2 separate regions of the Anas platyrhynchos genome follow, and region 1 is linked to region 2. Evidence: chromatin contacts called from public Hi-C data. All regions are on one chromosome and are shown on one strand. Each heading gives the region's core, a stretch centred on a gene start, on an enhancer-like site or on the middle of the called end of the contact. The rest is flanking DNA. Distances are from core to core; before and after follow the strand shown. Region 1 has its middle 16 kb from the start of NKX2-5. Region 2 holds the start of BOD1 (biorientation of chromosomes in cell division 1).

Region 1 (5,489 bases), core at 2,153-4,652, 130 kb before region 2:
TGATATTTTATTTTATTTTATTTTATTTTATTTTATTTTATTTTATTTTATTTTATTTTATTTTATTTTATTTTATTTTATTTTATTTTATTTTATTTTATTTTATTTTATTTTATTTTATTTTATTTTTATTTTTTTAAGTTAATTAACTGTGACTATGCCAGCTACGTCAGAGGAGGATCTTGCATCCTACGCTTTCAGATTAAAGTTCCTGGAAGTTTTAAATAAAACTTGAGGCAGGTTTGATGGGGTTAGTTTAGGGCAAGTAATGAGTAAAGTGACAGTGGATAATACACAGAATTTGCCAGCTAGCCTGAGGCTTTGTGGAAAGGTACGGAAATTTTTCTCGTTTCACATATTGCACACACACAGAGAAAACTGTGCCATACCCCACAACTTGTTTCACACCAGATCTTCTCAGTGTCTGAATTTAACTTCAAGCCCACGTATGTTTCAGCAGAGAACGATATTGCGCATCCCTAAAGCACATGAACTGCTGGAAATTGGCACAAATTTGTCGCCAAACAGAAAGTAGAGAAAAGGCTCCATTCCAGAAAGTCTGTTGCCAGATGGTCATTTTGAGCAGAAGGAGAAGAAGAAAATGTTAAATACCGCTCTGCTTTCAAGAGTGGCTTTCTACATGCAGTTAGTGCACAGTAATGTTACTGGTTGTTCTTTTCATAGTGTCAAGAGGTGGATGTATATACAATATTGACGTGTCTGTTCGCAGAAATGAGGGTAAAATATGTTCTTAATACCCTAGACTCTTCCATTTTTCTGTACTGTGTCTCCTTGTCTTCTCCATGTATTAAACACGTTTCTGTGTGGTGCTGCTCACTACACACCAGTCCATGGGTGCTGTTACTCATCCTCCTTTTTTTTTCCAGGCCCTTAATTCTTCCAATATATTTCTGGGAATTGAAGTTAGGCAGAAGGTCTGTAATTGCCTGATCCCTCCCGTCCCCTGCTTTTGAAGGGAGACGCTGCCTTTGCCCTTTGCCCGTCTGCTGGTATCTCACCTGTCCCTCACAAGTTCACTAATGGCCAAGATAACCGGCTCTCCGAGTACCCCAGGATAAAATTCCTTGGGGACAGCAGTTAGGAAATATCACTCTTATCTACACAGTCCCAGCTCCTTCTGTCCCCACTCACGACAAAGCTCCCAGCCCTGTCGCTGCTATTAATTGTGGTCCCCATTGGTAATTTTGGCAAAAAGAAGAGTGAAAGAAGGCGGTGAGCGCTCAGCATCATCTGGGGACGTGCAGAGCATCTCCCCTGCAGGCTGCAAGGCTGCCCAAATCCCGGGGGGCTGCAGGAGGAGGCAGCAGCATGGGGGTGCCGAAGTGACCCTCTGAGGAGCCTCTGGGCTCTTCTTCCTCGGTGCCCGCAGCCCTGCGCTTCCCACCTGCAGCAAGAGGCGTGCGGAGCTCTCCTGCCCGGCTCTTGGCGTGGAAAATGTGCGGTGCAAGGTTGCCTTCAAGTGCAAGCAGGAAGGTACTGCAGGGACGGGAGGGTGAGGGCTGCAAAGGCTGGGACACGTCTGGGAATTGTGCTTCCAGCTCACAGCAAAAGAGACTGCAAGTCACATAGAGCAAGGACCTCCTGCCCCTGCAAACAAGCCACAAACAAACAACAAAACAAAAACAAAAATCACCAACAGAAAAGAAAAAAATCATCCCCAAATCACCCAATTCTCAAATAAGTTTGAGAGTTATTGTATTCTCAAAATACAATAACCTGAGGAAATATAACTTTATATAGTTTACATAGCTAGTTCATACAGTTGCAGTATATAACTTTGGGAATCCCAACCATGCTCCGTGGCCTGCACACCCCACTGAGTTCAGGACCAGCTCGTACCCCTTTCCCACTGCTGCATGCACAAGTGAGCAGTGGCTTTGTGGGACAAATTGGTGTTGGTAAAAGGAAGCAAAACTTTGTCTTCAGGAGCCAATGCAGGTTGTTCTCAGCCCTCCTGTCATTGTAATCTGAGGGGTTTTCTTTCACAGAACTAAGTTTTTATGAAAAAATAAAAAATCATATCTTGGTTGTAGCTAATTTTGATCCTTTTGGATCATTTTTCTCATTAAAAAAATTCAACCTGCCTCAGAATTAACAACACGAATAGTCCGAGTGTAGCTTTCCTGAAAATCGCCTTCTCAAAATTTAATTTATTTTCTTAGAAAGGCTCTGGAAATAATCACTTAAAACTTAGTTAAAGTTAATATCAAGTTTTCACACTTCAGAGCCAATTAACCATTTTTTTTCTCATGGTTCTAAATTAATATTTTTCCTATTTCAAGTATGGGTAACTTCTCTGCTGTTCCTTTATCTGGGAAATCTGGGTACTGACATGAGAAAGCTGAGTTGTCCTCTAGAAAAAGTGATGAGACCTAATTAAGAGCCATCAAACACACTGAAACGTGCAGTGAACACCTCCACATGCTCAGTGTCCTTTCTCTTCATCCTGGCATGCCTGGTATCACCCAAACAGAGGGAGGCGAGAGTGTGCAGGGTCATTCTGTGGTTGCTGCTATGGCTTCAGTCACATCCTTTGCTCTTCCAGATGCTCAAAATTTGTGTGAGAGAGGGTGGCAGATCTGGCACTGGGGAACAACATATTGTAAGGCACAGAATTAACAGCTATCCCATTCTAGCAGGATGAAAAGCAGCCACCAGCGCAAGAGACAGGCAGAAAAGTGCTATAAGGGAGGAAGAATATATCAGTAAAACACCGAATCCTGCAAACTCTTTCCCAGGTCATTCAAACCCCAGTGCTGGCGCTGGATTTTGTGGGGGATGCTAAAGGCCACGACTCTCCATCCCTAAGCAGCCTTTCAGCTATTGCCCTGCCTGTTTTGCTCCTGCAGCTGCAATCCAGACTGCCGTGCCCTCCCTCTCCACCTCTCCGTGCTGCTGTGCAGGAGGTGCTTTCCTCCCTCCTGCTGCAAGATGGTGCTGCAGAACAGGGAAATGCGCCCGTGCCAGAGCCGCTCGGAGGCAGCGTGCAGGAGGTGTTGCTGCTGGAGGACAGGGCCTGCCTGCCCTGCAAAGCGTGTGCGGGGCTCTCAGCGGCTGCAGGGGCTGCTGGCAGCAGGGGGGGGACCAGGAGGTGCAGGAAGATGCTGGAGCAGGCTGGGGGCTGCATCTCGCCTGCACCAATTCCTCCTGCCCAGGGACAAGCAACCCATTGCTGGTGATCCCTCCATCCGTCTGTGCCACAGATACGGGGTGTCAGGGCAATGCGGGTGGAAATTCCCCCTCTGCCTTTGCCTGCGTCATGCACAGGGACGGGACAGCTTTGGCCTGAGCCTGGTGGGTTGGTATGTCCCTGAGTGATTAAACTGGCTGCATTTGTCAGGCTTTAAGTCACAATGTTCATGTGAATCCAGCCCTGCTCTGCACTGATGTAAGCTTTGGTTATTTCCTTGAAGAAATCCTGCTTCACGCTGGGACAGTCTGCAGCCAGACTTTCTGGTTAGTGCGCCCTGGTGAATGCAGTGGCAGCAGTTTAAGATATCACTGCCCCCAGCTCTCCGACTTGTGTTCTTGTGGGATATGTCCAACCCTCAGTCAGATCAAGGCATATCCCCATCATTCCACTTCTCCAGCCTTACAGTGTGTGTTTTTTGGGGGCAAACTGACCTTTGCTGATGACTTAGGCTGTTGTAATAAACTCTTCTTCAGAGCTCCTGTGATGGAGGTGTGCATCCCATGAGGCCGGTTTTGCTCCAGGAGTGGTGACCATAAGCAAGCCACAGCAAAATCCTTTGGGTGTCTTAAACTGGTCAACTGTGGTTGACCAGAGGATGTAGGTCAGAGCCCTAAATACAGCCCTTGCACTTCATTTGTTCTTGTTTTTACCATACCTGTACCCATTTACTTACAGAGTTATACAACTTACCATGTGTTTATTTGGATTCTCTGTAGGAGACTTTATTGTGCAAGAAAATGGTGCATGGAACATTTGCTATTTTATTATTATTTTTTAAAAGTTCATTTTCATTAGTAGGTTATCTTTAAACTTTGGGTAGACATGGAAATTCAGAAAAGAAATCACAAGAAGGAATTAAGGAATTACTACCTAAATGAAACTCTCTATCAAATATACATGAAAAACAAAGTAAGTGTAAAAAAGCCCATTCTGCATGTAAAACTGATGTATTAGAGGTTGTTTCTAAGTGGTGAGCTAACTTAGGTATTTTTGCTGATTGGTTTTCAAGATTTTAGTGCTAGCAGAATGCATTCTGAAATTTTTATTCACGGCTAGAGGAGAAAAATTAAACTTTCCTGCTTTCTAAGCCATTAATTAACACCTGGATGATACAGTACCTGAATCAAACTAATTGAATAAATCAGAATTAAAGATTTTTTTTTTTGGTACTTGCAGTAAAAGTTATTTTCATTACAAGCTTATTGAGCTTTTTGACCTGTTTTACTCGTGGTCTGTGGCTTCCACCATTTCAGCAGTTTGACTGTTCTGTAAGATGCTGTCATCATGTATGGGTTGTGCAACTTTTCTATACAGCACAAAGGATTTCAACAGATTATGGGATAGGGTTGATTCCACTTCTAATATCATTTAAAATGTGTGTAGGTGAAATAATGATAAGTCAATGTTTATTGACACTGAGAGCACCCTTTAGCTGCCCATATATACCCCAGCAGGTTGTTTTTATGCTGACACTGGTTTTGTTAATGGTGATGGCCTTGACTGGGTATAATGTCTTATTTTCTGTTCTCATCCTCATGCCATTTATTCCTAAATGTCCTAGCAGTAGCTGTGAGGGGTTTGGTCGTGTTCCTCAGAGCCCCCATGACTCTGCTTCCAAATCTTGGCTGGAGTTGGTTCCCCAGCACAGGCTCCTGAATCCTTTTGTGGGGATGCTCTGGGGATGCTCTCTTAGAAGAAGGCTGTGATCCATTCTGCACACCTAGGTGTGCTGCTTGGCCTTCAGCTGCTGCTCCAGAAGTCCACCAACCTCCAGGAGGTCCCGTGTCCCACCTGCCAGCCCCGAATGGCTATCCTGGATAACCCCCACAACTCAGCTGGCTCCTGACACCTGCATTTTGCCAACAAATGCCTTCCAGCTCACATTAGATGTTGCTCTTGTTCTGCTGCGTGATCTGCAGCAAGTCACTTCTCCCTGCTCCTTTCATCCTTGGCTGTGGCTATTTTGAGAGTCACCTCCTTGGTCCATGTGCTCCCTCACACCAGGTATTTACCTGGATCAGAGGAGTAATACAAGGTAATAACCATGTGGCCCAGACCCACCTGCCAAAAGCAGCAGGTCCAACAGGTCCAACTCGACGTCCACGTGCACAGCGAGCTCCGGCTGTGTGCAGAGCACAGAATTCATGCCCGTGTCAAGCTGGTGCTGCCCGACACCTGGAAATTGAGTAGAGGACTGTACAAGTTGGGGGGAACAGAAAATGGATGGATGGATACAGGAATAGCAGGGAATATGGTGGCAGTGGATGTAGAGTTA
Region 2 (5,314 bases), core at 2,761-5,260:
GTAATTAGAACAATTCACAACTAAAAACCATACTGCGTGAAAGAAGTTGGTTCACCAGCAAAGCTGCAGATTGAAGTTTCCCATCAGGATAGTGGTTCCTCAGTAATGTGCACACAGGCCTCGATATTCAAACCGACGCTATGATACAGGGCCTTAGCAGAGATGCACAGTCATTTGTGTTAAGACAGAGCAGCAATTATAGCCCCCTGAGGCCCCTTTAGTTATTTTAATCACAAAAGCCAGAATGCACTTGTTTGCAACAAAGGCACCCTCAGTCCTTTCAGCTGGAAAGATACAGGTTGCTCTATTTACACAACTCAATTGGAAATGGAGTTATTCACTCCCAGATCCCTTAACCTCACTGAATATTTCAGTCACTAGCAAATCAACACTCCAGGGTAAGTTCTAAAGAAGAGCTATCTAAAAATTTCAGTGCTGAGGCACAATAACTTGTCACCACTCCACTTCCAGATGTATTTCAGTAAAAGATATATTTTTAATCCATTTGGAAGTGTTCTGAAAGCTGTCCAGCCAATTCCATGTCGATCGCTGCTCGATATGCTTTTACAGGAATAAAAGGCCTTTTGGCCCGATCCAAAACCAGCACTGGCAGAGTCCACAGTGTTCCTTGATAGCTGTTTTACATCATACCTATGTCTTCAGTCCTAATATATTTTTAGCAGACGTTTAAGTGGAAGCAGCTCAGATGACTGTCTGACACAGACAACGTGCTCATGATCAAAGTGTCCTCCCTGTTCAGCCAGGAAGAATACAGTGCCTTCTCTATCTTAGGTTACACAAACTACAGAGATGAGCTACGTGAAAGCTCTAAGTAGTAAGTGCAGAAATACAAGACCTTTAGGAGGCATCCTGAGATGGAGCAGGAGGATCCTTATTCTCGGGCTCCGGAGGAGGAGCTGGCACGCTTTCCTCTTTCTTTTGTGCAGCCAAAAATTCATGAATCGCCCTCTCTATCTGGGGCCTGAAGATGTGGTTTAGTTTTGGATCCACCACCTGAGAAATAATTCTGTCCACTCCAGCTTCCAGCATTCCTGACCTTGAACAAAGACAAAGGAGTCATTCAGTTCCTCTGAAAAACTTCTCCCCACTCTCCTCCAGTAATTCTCCAGAGCCCTCCTGTCAACTGCAATTAGCATTAACATGGTGAGAACTGCAGCCCACTCAGTAGATCCTTAACAGGGAGTTGTTTCAACCACCTATTTTCCCCCCTCACCCCTTCTCACTTCTCCCCACAGAATTAACAACTGACATCTGGTCTCTCAGGTACTTAAATGACACCTTGGACAGGAGCCACTTTAATAGGGCTCATGTGGAAATGAGGTCAACATGAAAGCAAACAAACACATTTTGGCACAAACAAGGGAAACAAGCTATTCTGAGGAAGGCAGGTGAGAGCAGTCTTTTTTTTGGCTGTCTTGAGGGAGAAGAGGCCTTCCCCCAATAACATTACTGTCACTCACTTCTTATAACTGTTAGTCTAGACAGCTGTGTATTAATTAAGGAAACAAGAACACGTAGCACACGGCAAAGTTTCTGGAACCAAGCAGCAGTAACTGAAGTGACTTATTGCTTCGAGGGCCGCGTCAGACTCTTGGATTGTGGGGCACAGGCAGTCTGGGCTTAAGTCATGTCTGTGAGGGACAGGAAACGCCGACAGTGCCCGCTGCTTGGAAAAGCAGCCACAAGACTTAACAAGGCTGCGGATGCTGGTGGGTGACTGGGTGCAGGGTCACCACACATCACATCACCTCCCACTAACAGCACGTGTGTATCTGCATCCAGCAAAGGACAGCTACCCAGACATGCCTTGACAGCCTTCTGTGCTCGGTCTTGCACCCACAGGAGTGACAGGGACTCTCCAAACTCCCTTTTATTTTTTTATACTAGTAGCCTAGCTAAAGCGAGCACTGTATGTTCTGCTAACTACGGGTTCTTTGGTGTAATATTCTTCTATTGCCATTTCCCTCGTGGCTGATTATCATGAAATAAGAGGATGTGTGAAGTGATAGGCATGTCTCAAGGACTTTAAGTAAAGGTATAAAGTTCTGTACTTTCAGTGGATACCCTCTTCTGTAATTACAGATTAAAAACTGAAACTAGCATTAGGTACTAATGATCTGCAGTTTCCATCAAGTGAAATACTGCTTCTGCGTGCAAGACATTCTAGTAACTCTTCTTGGAAGAATAAATGCCATTCTCAAGTTCACTACTGCCCCCTCCCCACAACACTGCTTATATCAGTGACTTTTAGTCAAACCAGTTAAGGCTCCTACTTCAGGCAATGATGAGTTAGCAGCAGGAGGTGCTAAACCTAGATCTCTAAGCAGTGAAGGTAATCTGGCTTTCCTGCTGTGCTGGAAGTACATCTTAAATAGCTGTTAAAAAGCTACGCTCTGCTGCGTGAAATCGGGCTAGCCGCGTTTCATTACTGCCTGCTAGTGGTTGGAGCCTACTTAAACAAGCTTTGGAATCTTTAGGTTTTTCTTTAAGTGCCACGGGCTCTCCTCCTTTCAGAAAAGGAAGATCAAGGTTATTCAACTCAGCATATCAGGTACAGTTTTGCTAAGTGGGCAGTACTGGGTTTTTGCAGCAATAACTTGGCTAGCTAGCAAATGTGAGTACCTCACCATGCTCCTCAACTCATGAAAACTACAAATTGCAGGTAAAGCAGCAACATAAGCCTTTCCATGAGAGTTAAGACTGCATCCACTACTACAGTAAAACTCAAGAGACCGCAACAGAAGGTGCTGTGAGAAACTTAATGCTGCAAATTCTTATTTGACTCAGGTAGCGAGATGGTTATACGTTACTTATCAAATCACGTTACCACTGGTTTGCAGACCGGTGCTTACTTACTGAATCACACTCTGTCTGAGCCCATTTCGTAACTGGTTTTTGTTCATTGTTGGATTCCATTCCTGTTTGTCCAGGTGGGTCGATACAAAGTTGTCCACCTTCTGCCTCAAGTTTTGATAGGCTGGCTAAACAACAACAAAAGAAAATCCAGTTAAAGTGCTAAAAGATCCCCAACCCGCTGCCAGAACCCTGCATAGTACTTCTTTTGTTGTGTACATTCCTGTTTCGTTGTCTGTATTCAGACTTTCTGAACAAAGGTAAGCTTGTTTTACTTAACAACACAACTGGTAACTGCACCGAGCAGCCTGTCAGCATGCTGTTACAATAACAGAAATAACTGATTTGCTTAAAAATTGTTGTCTGCTCCTAACTTTACTTAGTGAAATACAAACCATCTGCATAGACAGGAGTTGTTCATACAGGATTGTTCTTGTCTGGAAACCGTCTATCACGGAATTCCTAGGAAACCCAGTAATTAGCGAGTGTTGCTATCACCAAAGTGATTTGCTTCTGTGACACCAACATCAAAGCTAAAAATTGGAAGGGTTTTGTAGGTGGAAACTTAGATTAATTCCCGTTTACTGGAAATAAAAAAACGTACAAGAACATATGGCCACTGAGGTTACGGTCCTGTGCAAGGAGTGTGTGGCAGCACTTTGAGATCAAATGTGGTGTGAATGCGGGGTGATGCACGAAAGGGTCGGTAACAGAGGGGCAGCCACACCGAGGGCCGGGTCCCTCCGCCTGGGCAGCCCCCCCGGGGCAGCTTCAGGAGCCGGCTGCGGGCTGAGCACGGGCCTGGCGCTGAAACCGGCCCCTGAGGAACTCGAGACCGAGCCAAAGGCCCGGGGAGAGGCCCCCTCGCACCTTGGTATCCACGTCGGCCAGGCAGTCCCTGCGGAAGCCATCGAAGAGGCCGCGGCTCTTCAGCTGCTCCACGATGATGGCGATGAGCTGCGCGTCCCCGGGCGGCAGCGAGGCCGGGTCGGTGGCTCCGGGCCCTGAGGCGGAGGCCGAGCCTCCCGCTGCCCCCCCCCCTCCCGCCGCCCCTCCGCCCGCCCCGCCCGGCGCGGCCCCGCCGCCGCCGCCGCTCTCCGACATGGCCGGCGGCCGCCACCCGCTCGCCTCAGGCCGGCGCCGGCGGCGCGCGGCGTTTTGCGTCGCCCCGGCGCGTTGCATCTCGGGGAGGCGAGTCCTTCCCCTTGAGGCGCCCTTATAGGCGGCGAGGCCTGTAAGTTCAGGGGAACTACGACTCCCAGGGTGCATCGCGGAGGGACAGGGGAGGGGAGCGGGGCTGTCGCGGTGCAGCTTGGGAGTTGTAGTTCGCTGGGGGGGGCGCTGAGGTGGGCCCTGCCAGGCCCTCGGGGGGCTGTGGCAGCCCCGGGGCGGTGCTGTGCCCCCCCCCCCAAATGTAGACGTGGGGAGTAGCGGTCCCGTCCTGTCCATGCCCTGAGACCCCCGGGGGTGTCCACTCCTTCATGATTTGGGAGGGGTTTTCAGTGGGGTTGTGAGGAAGGCACTGGTGTGAACCCATTAAAAATGGTTTTCCTGGGATTGTGTTCATTGCATCACCAACAAAAGGAAGGGCGGCCCCAAACCCAGTCCTCTTAGGGCCAACCAACCCATGTTCCAGGCGCTTTTCCTCTTGTGTGGCCTCAGACGCGCTCTTAGACACTGCTCTGACTGTGCGATATCTGGGTACAAACCCCACGCATCGGTTTTGTTCCTTTCCCAGTCATGGTGCAGGGAAGGATTTAATGCAGCAGGAGGTGGCAGCCGCAGGGAGACCCTGCACGAGAGCAGTAATGCAAACACACCCCGCATGGGTGCCCTCTGTACCCTGCTGAACAAGTATGAAGGCAGCACTCTGTGCGCTGTCCTCCTCTGCCTGATTAAAATTCAGGAGCCCTGACAAGCAGCATAAGCTGTCCCCTTCCATCTGGCACCTCTGAGGAGAGAAGAGAGGAAAAAACCTGGTGGTGTTTTACAGAGCCTGAGCTATGCTCTGACAAAAGCATCCTGTGCAAATGCTGTGTCCCGTGAAGAGGCACGGGCGCTGTCCCAGATTTCTCTTTAGTTTAACTCTGCCCAGGCAAGGAGCAAATGGAGGGCTCGGGGTCTCCGTGTAACACTCCAGAGGCTTCTTCCACCAGCACACTTTTTTTTTTTTTTTTTTTTTTTTTAAATTATTTATTCATTAATTTTGAGACCAGGATCTGCTGTCAGCCTCCTCAGTCCCACACGTTGCTTCTCGGGCGCGGCTGCAGGCGGCTGCCCCGGCAGAGGGCACCCCGTCCCCTCCTCTGCCCCGTCCCGTCCTTTGCTCAGCCCCAGCTCGTCCCCTGCCCCGTCCCGTCCCCTCCTCTGTCCCCTCCTGTCCCCTCCTGTCCCCTCCGCACCCAGCCGGGGCTAGGCAGCAGCAGCAGCCCGAGGCTGC

Evidence for each region. Hi-C and Micro-C count contacts between places; a contact is called where the count stands out from the background.
Region 1: a Hi-C map of skeletal muscle shows a contact between it and region 2, with 2.6 times the contacts expected there. The contact joins the enhancer-like site here to the promoter of BOD1 in region 2. A contact is called at or near these places in 5 of 8 Hi-C or Micro-C datasets (F1 follicle, F5 follicle, liver and 2 more).

Annotation. Positions count from the first base shown.
Region 1 is chr14:10,765,989-10,771,477 of IASCAAS_PekinDuck_T2T, reverse strand. No RefSeq gene overlaps it. Among named protein-coding and RNA genes, the nearest start is that of NKX2-5, 16 kb to the left of the region's middle. Within about 2 kb of position 3,402, at least 1 of the 8 cell types and tissues checked has an H3K27ac peak or open chromatin away from gene starts, as enhancers often do.
Region 2 is chr14:10,639,796-10,645,109 of IASCAAS_PekinDuck_T2T, reverse strand. It overlaps BOD1 (biorientation of chromosomes in cell division 1), which reads right to left and starts at 4,010. Exons shown (of 3, transcript XM_027468524.3): 1 at 3,745-4,010; 2 at 2,878-3,002. The coding sequence starts at 3,978.